2 separate regions of the Danio rerio genome follow, and region 2 is linked to region 1. The links are chromatin contacts, called in public HiChIP or PLAC-seq maps. All regions are on one chromosome and are shown on one strand. Each heading gives the region's core, a stretch centred on a gene start, on an enhancer-like site or on the middle of the called end of the contact. The rest is flanking DNA. Distances are from core to core; before and after follow the strand shown.

Region 1 (3,546 bases), core at 104-2,603:
AAATGAAAAAAGACATTTAAGTTTGAAATCAAATTATTATTATTATTTTTTTACCATACAGATAGAACATTTTCTCTACGATATGTTTAAACCTTTTAGAAATAAAATGTTGCTCTTTTAAGCATTCTATTTTCAACACTGAGCAATTAAAATTAGTATACTACAATAATTCTAAAAATAACGACTGCTTAAAATTCAGCTATCAATTAATTTTAAGTGTGTAAATGACATTAAATTTTTAAAAATAAGTCTTATTAAATGCTTGTATAAAAAAATATAAGAATAGTGATGAATGGCCAACAGCTAAAATACAAAGGATTAATTCATAACTTATTATATCTTCTCAGAAACTAAAACAAATCAGACACAAGGTTTCTACAGCTCTGCTCTTTATTATCCACCTTCATCTGTTTTTATTTTTAATGTGTTGCTTCTCAGTCTAACTAGTACAGGGATCAATTTGATCAATGCTTCCATGCACTTCAAAAAACTATATAGTGCGCATGTACTCAAATATTCCAAACAAAGTTGAAGTGCGGCTTTTTTGTTTTTTTAACTCCATTATTTTTTCCCCTTTCGACATACAATATTTCGGGGCAGCCCAATAATCTCAACGAACATTTTCCTTGCTTCCATTGTAATAAGGCCAGGAAGAGGGTATTCAGGGGGTTGGAGAAATACCTGAGACACAAAACAATGATTATCTGAGGGCAAAAGCGCTGAGAGCGGCCGTGCCACAGTGTTGGAGGGGTTTTAGATCATTAGCCAGTCTCTCTGTCTCTCTCTAATACCCAGAAACGCTGTCTTTGTGCTTAACCAAAGAGAGGCCATTTAGGCCTCATGGCCCTCGATAAAGGCCTGCTTTGGCTGGAGACATTACACAAACCCCTGCGCCATTCCACACAGGGCCCGGATCTCAAGGGCCCTTCACATTTCAAAACCACTACACCCCAAGCGCAGCCACCTTTTGTGTGCAAGAGCAGCAGAAAAGAAAAGGAATTCGAACAGGAAGCAGCCTGAAAACCCATGATGGTGCTTCTGATGGACAAAGACGAGGAGTAGAGGAAGAAAAATCTTAATGAATTTAGCATCTTTCCAAGAAGGACACACTCAGTCTCTGTGCACGTTTGAACCAACACTAAATCAAAACCCGGACACGCATGCAAACATCGTCACGCCGGCAGAGCTTAAGCCCTCAAAAAAAATATATATAAGCAGACGCCTCTTGCACGGGATGATGTGAAACTCAGCCACCGGATGACGTAAACCAGAGTGTGGCAGGCTTGGACGAAACCCTCAAGAATGGCACGTCCGAGAGAGGCAAGGCGCCTGGCCAGTCAAAACGATCCTGCTTATGGAGCCGTCATTTGATTAATGACTCATGTGTGATGGCCTGCGCAGTGATACATGACAAGCCAATGGAAAGAAGATCCATCAATGCAAATCCACAGCCGTCGCAGGTCTAACTCCAAGAGGCCGGCCGGGTCGCCCTCTGTCACCTGACCCTTCTGTTCGAGCTCACTCCGCTCCATTTGCATTTTCTTCTAATGGCACAGACCTGGCCAGCCCTGTCACTGATATCTTGTTTTTCCCCCTCAAGCTGTTCTATTTGCATCTGATAAAGCAATGAACACAAGCGATCCATTTAAACTGACGCTTTCCATTCGTTATTTGGTCGATTTGCACACCAGAAGCTAGAAAAAACAACATTCCTACGCAAACAGCGTCCACACCAACGCTGAAGTGAAATAAACAACGTGACCTCGACAGGCACCGATGCGCGAAACGTGCCTGGGGACAAAATATTGCACGACGTTCCAAAGTGTCAGTCGTTGAGAAATGACCAGGCTTTAGGAGCATCTGCGGAAGAACAGAAAAAAATGTTGCTCTCTCCCTGTTTGGGAAAAGGTTGATATATATTCTGTTTTACCCATTCATGTCTTTCGCGCTTGTCCAGGTTTCCCAGACATGCTCCTGTAAGAGCGTAGTTCACAGCAGATTGGGATTAAGAGGGGAAGAAAAAAATAGAGGGATGAGTGGAGAGGAAAAGGAACAATGGCGGTACCGCCGCACTCAGGGGGAAGGCGCTGTCATGTCAAGCCTGCCTGTGCCAATTCCCAGAGCTATCATTATTAAAATACACACTTTCAAAGGAGGAGTACTACAAGTGGAAGGTGGAGGGAAAAAAAGGAAAGTAAGTAAAAGGAGAGGCCAGAAAGTGCCGGATAAAAGCAATCCCTGTGGACAAAGTGAAAACAAATTAAAAGGACCATTATAAAACACAGATGCTGCAAAGAAAATAAACTTCACAAGATTTAGTGTTTTCAAAAGAAATCAGACTTTGGTGGAAAAGCCATTTCTGGTTGCCTCTGCTTTTACAGTATCTGCTAGCTGCTATTTTCAGGCTTTCACAGAGGGGTCAAGCCAGCCTATGTGAAAATGGCCAACTGCCAGTCTTTTCCCTGACTGCTGGTGAACGAGAGTGCTTTTAAAGTGACAGCAGAGCTTTTTTTCCCCCCTCCTCAAAGTTTTCAGGATTGCACGACATTGGCTTTAATGAGCAGAAACATTATATGAAACTTCCTGACTACAAGCAGACTTCGTGCCACACTTAAATTTTCACCATGAGACATGAATCGTACATTTTCTGTTTCCTCCTCGTTCCATGTGCTGATTTCACTGCAAAAGTCGCTGCATGATTACAAGCTATTGCAGATTTATTCATTGCTGCATTATAGGCATAGAACAAAGAACGCGTTCTCATGCGTGTAATTTATTAACCAAACTACATACGAACATCTCGCTACGAGGCTGTCTGAAATCAGATCCAATAGTTTACAACATGTCAGCATTTACAGCTCATCAGAGGAGCACCTTGGTGACAGTGGGAATCTACACTCTTCTGTGGCTCAGATAACAGCCTTACTCAAACCATATGTGAGAGGGTTTGTTTGCAAGGCAATCTGTGTATGTGTGTGTGTGAGGATGTTTCACCTCAGACGAGCAGACTTCGCAAACGGTGCATGAGAAGATGAACAGGAAGGCATCCGCAGACTCAATCAATGCACCTCGGCATGTGGCTCTGATCAGGAGCACGTAATCTGATCATGTCAATTTACTTATGGGTAAGTGGGAAGCGTATTCTCTCCTCCCAGTCATGAACGCTGCAGTGTCATTTCAGACATGTCTAAATGAAACCCTATGCTGATTTGTCGGACAAAAAAAAGACATGTTCATTTAAAAAGCACAAGGATGTCAGTCAACTGTTGTTACAACTGTTATGGACAGCGATGTGAACACAACAATCTCAATATTCAGTTAATGAGTCTTAAAAATGTGATATATAGTATCAGTGATATCAATAAAAACAACTTAGTCTTAGTCTGAAATCTCAGTTCGGATACATAAAAGTTTAAAAAATAAGGTAGGTACCAGGCACAAAAATAAACACGACTACACAAAAAAAAAAAAAAAAAGAAGCCTATTATTATTTAATAATTAATTATTTACACTATTTATAATTAATTATACAAATTGTATACTTAT
Region 2 (3,680 bases), core at 510-3,009, 300 kb before region 1:
ATCTCCGGGTCGGCCTTCCCCGCAACCATCCAGCGAGAGTTGTGAAACTTGTAGCGGCAGTCGTCGGCAGCCACAATGTCCATTAAAAGAATATACTTGGCTTTTTTATCGAGTCCATTAATGCGGACCTTAAAAGGTGGAAACATTCTCCTGTAGAAAAAAAAAAGTTTGTCCATGAATGTATTTTTTAACGTTGTCAGGAAAATCATTTACATTTCTGTGTTATGGTTTATCTTAACTCAAACAATGACATTGTATATATATATATATATATATATATATATATATATATATATATATATATATATATATATATATATATATATATATATATATATATACACAAACAACAAACCAAATATTACTATTTGACTTGGCTCCAGATTATTTAGCTCGCCACTCAAATATTATGTTTTTGACAGGATATTTACATAGTACACCTCAGAACATAGACAGGCCAACAAGGACATTTGTCTTCAAAGAAATAAAATAAAACACAATTTAACTGTACCACACCGTTCAATGAAAGTCAATGTTTGTTGATTCTGATGCAAGCAACAAAAAGCCTCAACTATTTTCCTTTCGCTTAGCCACAGAATACGCATCGCTTGTACTTTCCCCATTTCGTTTCCCTAAATCAAATGAGCAGATGAATCTTGGAGGTCCCCATTGTTCTGACAGTAAGACATTCATTTCCACAGCCTCTTTGACATAATAATTGGGTCAGCCAGTTCATGGCTCAAGACATTAATAAGGAAATTATGGAGAAATGTTGTACGACAGCGAATGCATAAATCCGAGGATCAGCAATGAATATACTGGGCCTGCTGAATTAAACATCGAGCGAAACAGTTTTATTTTATGTTTTTATTCTTGCAATTCACGGCGAATTTACTGTAGAATAAATACGAAACGTTCACAGGATCACAACATTCAATCGCGTAAACACTGCAACAAAATACTATTAACAGATGAAGTGTGAACTCACCTGCCAGATTTCGTAATAACCATTTCTGTTCCTAATTTGTGGAACTGGTCCCATAGATCCTTCGCTTCCAGTGTGACTTTTGGATCGTCTTCAACCTCTTCCTCTGGCTCCAAGCTCTTGAGACTGCGAAGATGAGCTGCCTGATGGTGGTGACTCAAAGCCGGATGGAGCCCAGCCTCCGCGGCTCCGGCCAGGGTATGGTCCGGGATCGGCTTTGTGAGAGCCCCGGGAGGCAAGGTCAGCGCCGGGAAAAAGGAAGGTTGCGCGGCCGCGAGAAAAGCTGACATGGGAAAGTCGGTCGGCCGGTGAGCGTGGAAAGGGTGGTAAGCCATCGCAGTCCCTGTAAAAACTGGATCTCTCATCGGTGCATCCAACAAACGTAGTGAAAAGATATATTTAGAGGTGTTCTCTGGCTAAAAAGGAGCGCGTATCCAGAAGACAGATCTTCTCACTACGAGAAGAAAAAGCGCAGCGAGGCAATTTTGGCAAAATGCGTATCGCGAAAAGGCGAGAGCAGACAGCGGTAGGATCTTCCACTTTAACTCCCGTAGCTGCTAGTTTCCACGAAGTCCCCGTAATAATATCAGTCAAAGTGAGCGCAAGGACGCTTTGAAGGCAGATTTGGGGATTCCTGTTCGCCAACAGTTGCTCTCATAAAAAAGCAGATTACTCTTTCGATGCGGATGTCCATTCAAGCGCAGTCATTCTACCCAGACACGGAGTTGAAATGGTTAGATCTTGCCCTGTCCACTGTACAACTGTAACTATCTCACATGTCCTTCCTGCTCTGATCTCAGCACTAATGAACCAAGCCCCCTTGATTGCTGATTTTACGCTTTCTGGACCAATTGTGGGCCTCTATAGGCGTGGTTTTGACAGCTCCGGCCAGGCTCAAGGAGAGGGGGTGGACAAGAAGGTGTCGGAAGCATTAGCAGTAAGAAAACATGTCAACAGAATAAAATATTAACCAATGACAGAAAAGATCGGGAAATCCCACCCCCGTCTCCAAGCCAAGGACCGGGTCAGCCCTCAGTGCTTAGCCGGTGGTGACTGCACCTCGGTCGGCTTACGCTTTATAATTACGATGCCTCCTTGTTCGAGGAACAAAACACTCTTTCCGATACACAGACAACCAAGACTTAAGATTATTGATGTGTAAATGAGAACGTTGCAAACTCTTATGAGAAAATCAGCGCAAATACTATAAACTTTACATTACAAGCACATTTAAAGCATCGTGAATTGAAGATAACTTTTCGCAATAGTCAATAAAATAGCACACACAAAACAACGTTCATGTTCGCTGTATGTTGAAGTGGCGCGTACGTATTTTGTTAATGATACAGAAGTGCACACTGATAGCCAAAGGACCTTGTTGTGCGTATGAATTGAATTCAGCGTAACACTGTGTGAATAACAATTTCCGTACTTCGTTCGTGTGTCGCGACTGACTTCATGTGGGGAACATCAGCCAATAACCGGACATTGGTACTTTCAATTCTGCCCCGGGTCATTCAAAGCGCATAGCCACGCGCTATGAAGAAAAAGGAAGAGAGCTGATGGAATCTAAAGACCAATGTAAAGATAATTTTGGTGAGTGCTGCATTACTCTTGACTGTTAACAAGCATCTGCGGTTAACTTTTAATTTACTCCATATGCGGTAATATGCATATACATGTGTTTATGGAATGTTAAGTGCGTTATAATAAGGCATTTTTTATTTTATTTTTCTTTGTGCGCAGACGATATTTTCACGCAGTGTTTAGGTGTGCGAAAACAACACGCTCCTCTCTGTCCTCGAAATATAGTTACTTAAACGTCTCTACATCTCAACGCATTTAAGTGCAAGACCACTATTCCCCATCTACTTTCGCCCTGTAGTTTCAGCAGTGCGTCGAGCCGTGAGCGTAGTCTATACCTTTAAGAAATCCACTCGTGGACTCTAGATTTACTTGGATTGGGTTTGTTAGATAGCCGCTTGGCGCCAGTCGGCTGACGTACCGCAGCAAGAACCGTCCCTTGTCAGTTCATATTTACTCCAAAATCCTCTAACAGTGCACTCCAATCCTTTTAGCCTTTACGCCAAAGTTTTGGTTTGCGCTTGCCGTCTTTGTCTTCAAGTGACTAAGTTAGCTTATCAATGTATAGTTTTCGGTCATATGAATACTTCCCGCATTTCCAAAACGCATCTTTGTATTTGTGCGGACAGATTCAACCGTTTGCGGAATGTTGTCACTTTTACACTTCGATACAAATCAGCAGAACATGATGACAGGCTGTATGTTTAACCCTTTCTTTGCCATACAGGATCCGAAAGCTTATATTTGTTATATTGCTTATATTGCACTGAAATGTTATGAAGTTAAAATCAGCGTGAATTGAATATGAACAGCTGGTCAAAAACTTTATAGGCTGTTTGCAGTGTCTATTTAACAAAGACGACGACGTATAATAAAGTGTTTTTGTATTTAGTTTTACAATTTGTGATATTTAGTCTACTGGATTGGACGTAAAGTTGTTTAAAGATAATAGTTTGATTTTATTATTATTATTTAATAAAGAGCATGGCGAAATGCCGATTTTTGCAGCCAAAATGAGCACTGCTACATTACTTAATTGTGCGTTTTTCGATTTTTTTCTCTTGTTCATTAAAAAGGGCAAGCATATTTAGACATTTTATTATATCTGTTG

Evidence for each region. HiChIP or PLAC-seq counts read pairs in DNA pulled down with a chosen protein or histone mark.
Region 2: a contact with region 1 is called in an H3K4me3 HiChIP or PLAC-seq map of embryo, with 12 times the contacts expected there. The contact joins the promoter of tbx2b here to the enhancer-like site in region 1. A contact is called at or near these places in 6 of 18 Hi-C or Micro-C datasets (caudal fin, embryo, hematopoietic stem cells and 1 more) and 2 of 4 datasets of contacts at active chromatin or transcription factors (caudal fin and embryo).

The regions. Positions count from the first base shown.
Region 1 is chr15:29,545,493-29,549,038 of GRCz12tu, reverse strand. The region is part of intron 15 of bcas3 (BCAS3 microtubule associated cell migration factor); the gene reads right to left. Among named protein-coding and RNA genes, the nearest start is that of bcas3, 110 kb to the right of the region's middle. Within about 2 kb of position 1,353, at least 3 of the 62 cell types and tissues checked have an H3K27ac peak or open chromatin away from gene starts, as enhancers often do.
Region 2 is chr15:29,848,858-29,852,537 of GRCz12tu, reverse strand. It overlaps tbx2b (T-box transcription factor 2b), which reads right to left and starts at 1,759. Exons shown (of 7, transcript NM_131051.1): 1 at 989-1,759; 2 at 1-150. The coding sequence starts at 1,350. It overlaps si:ch211-229g11.6 (a long non-coding RNA gene), which reads left to right and starts at 2,041. Exons shown (of 2, transcript NR_170084.1): 1 at 2,041-2,581.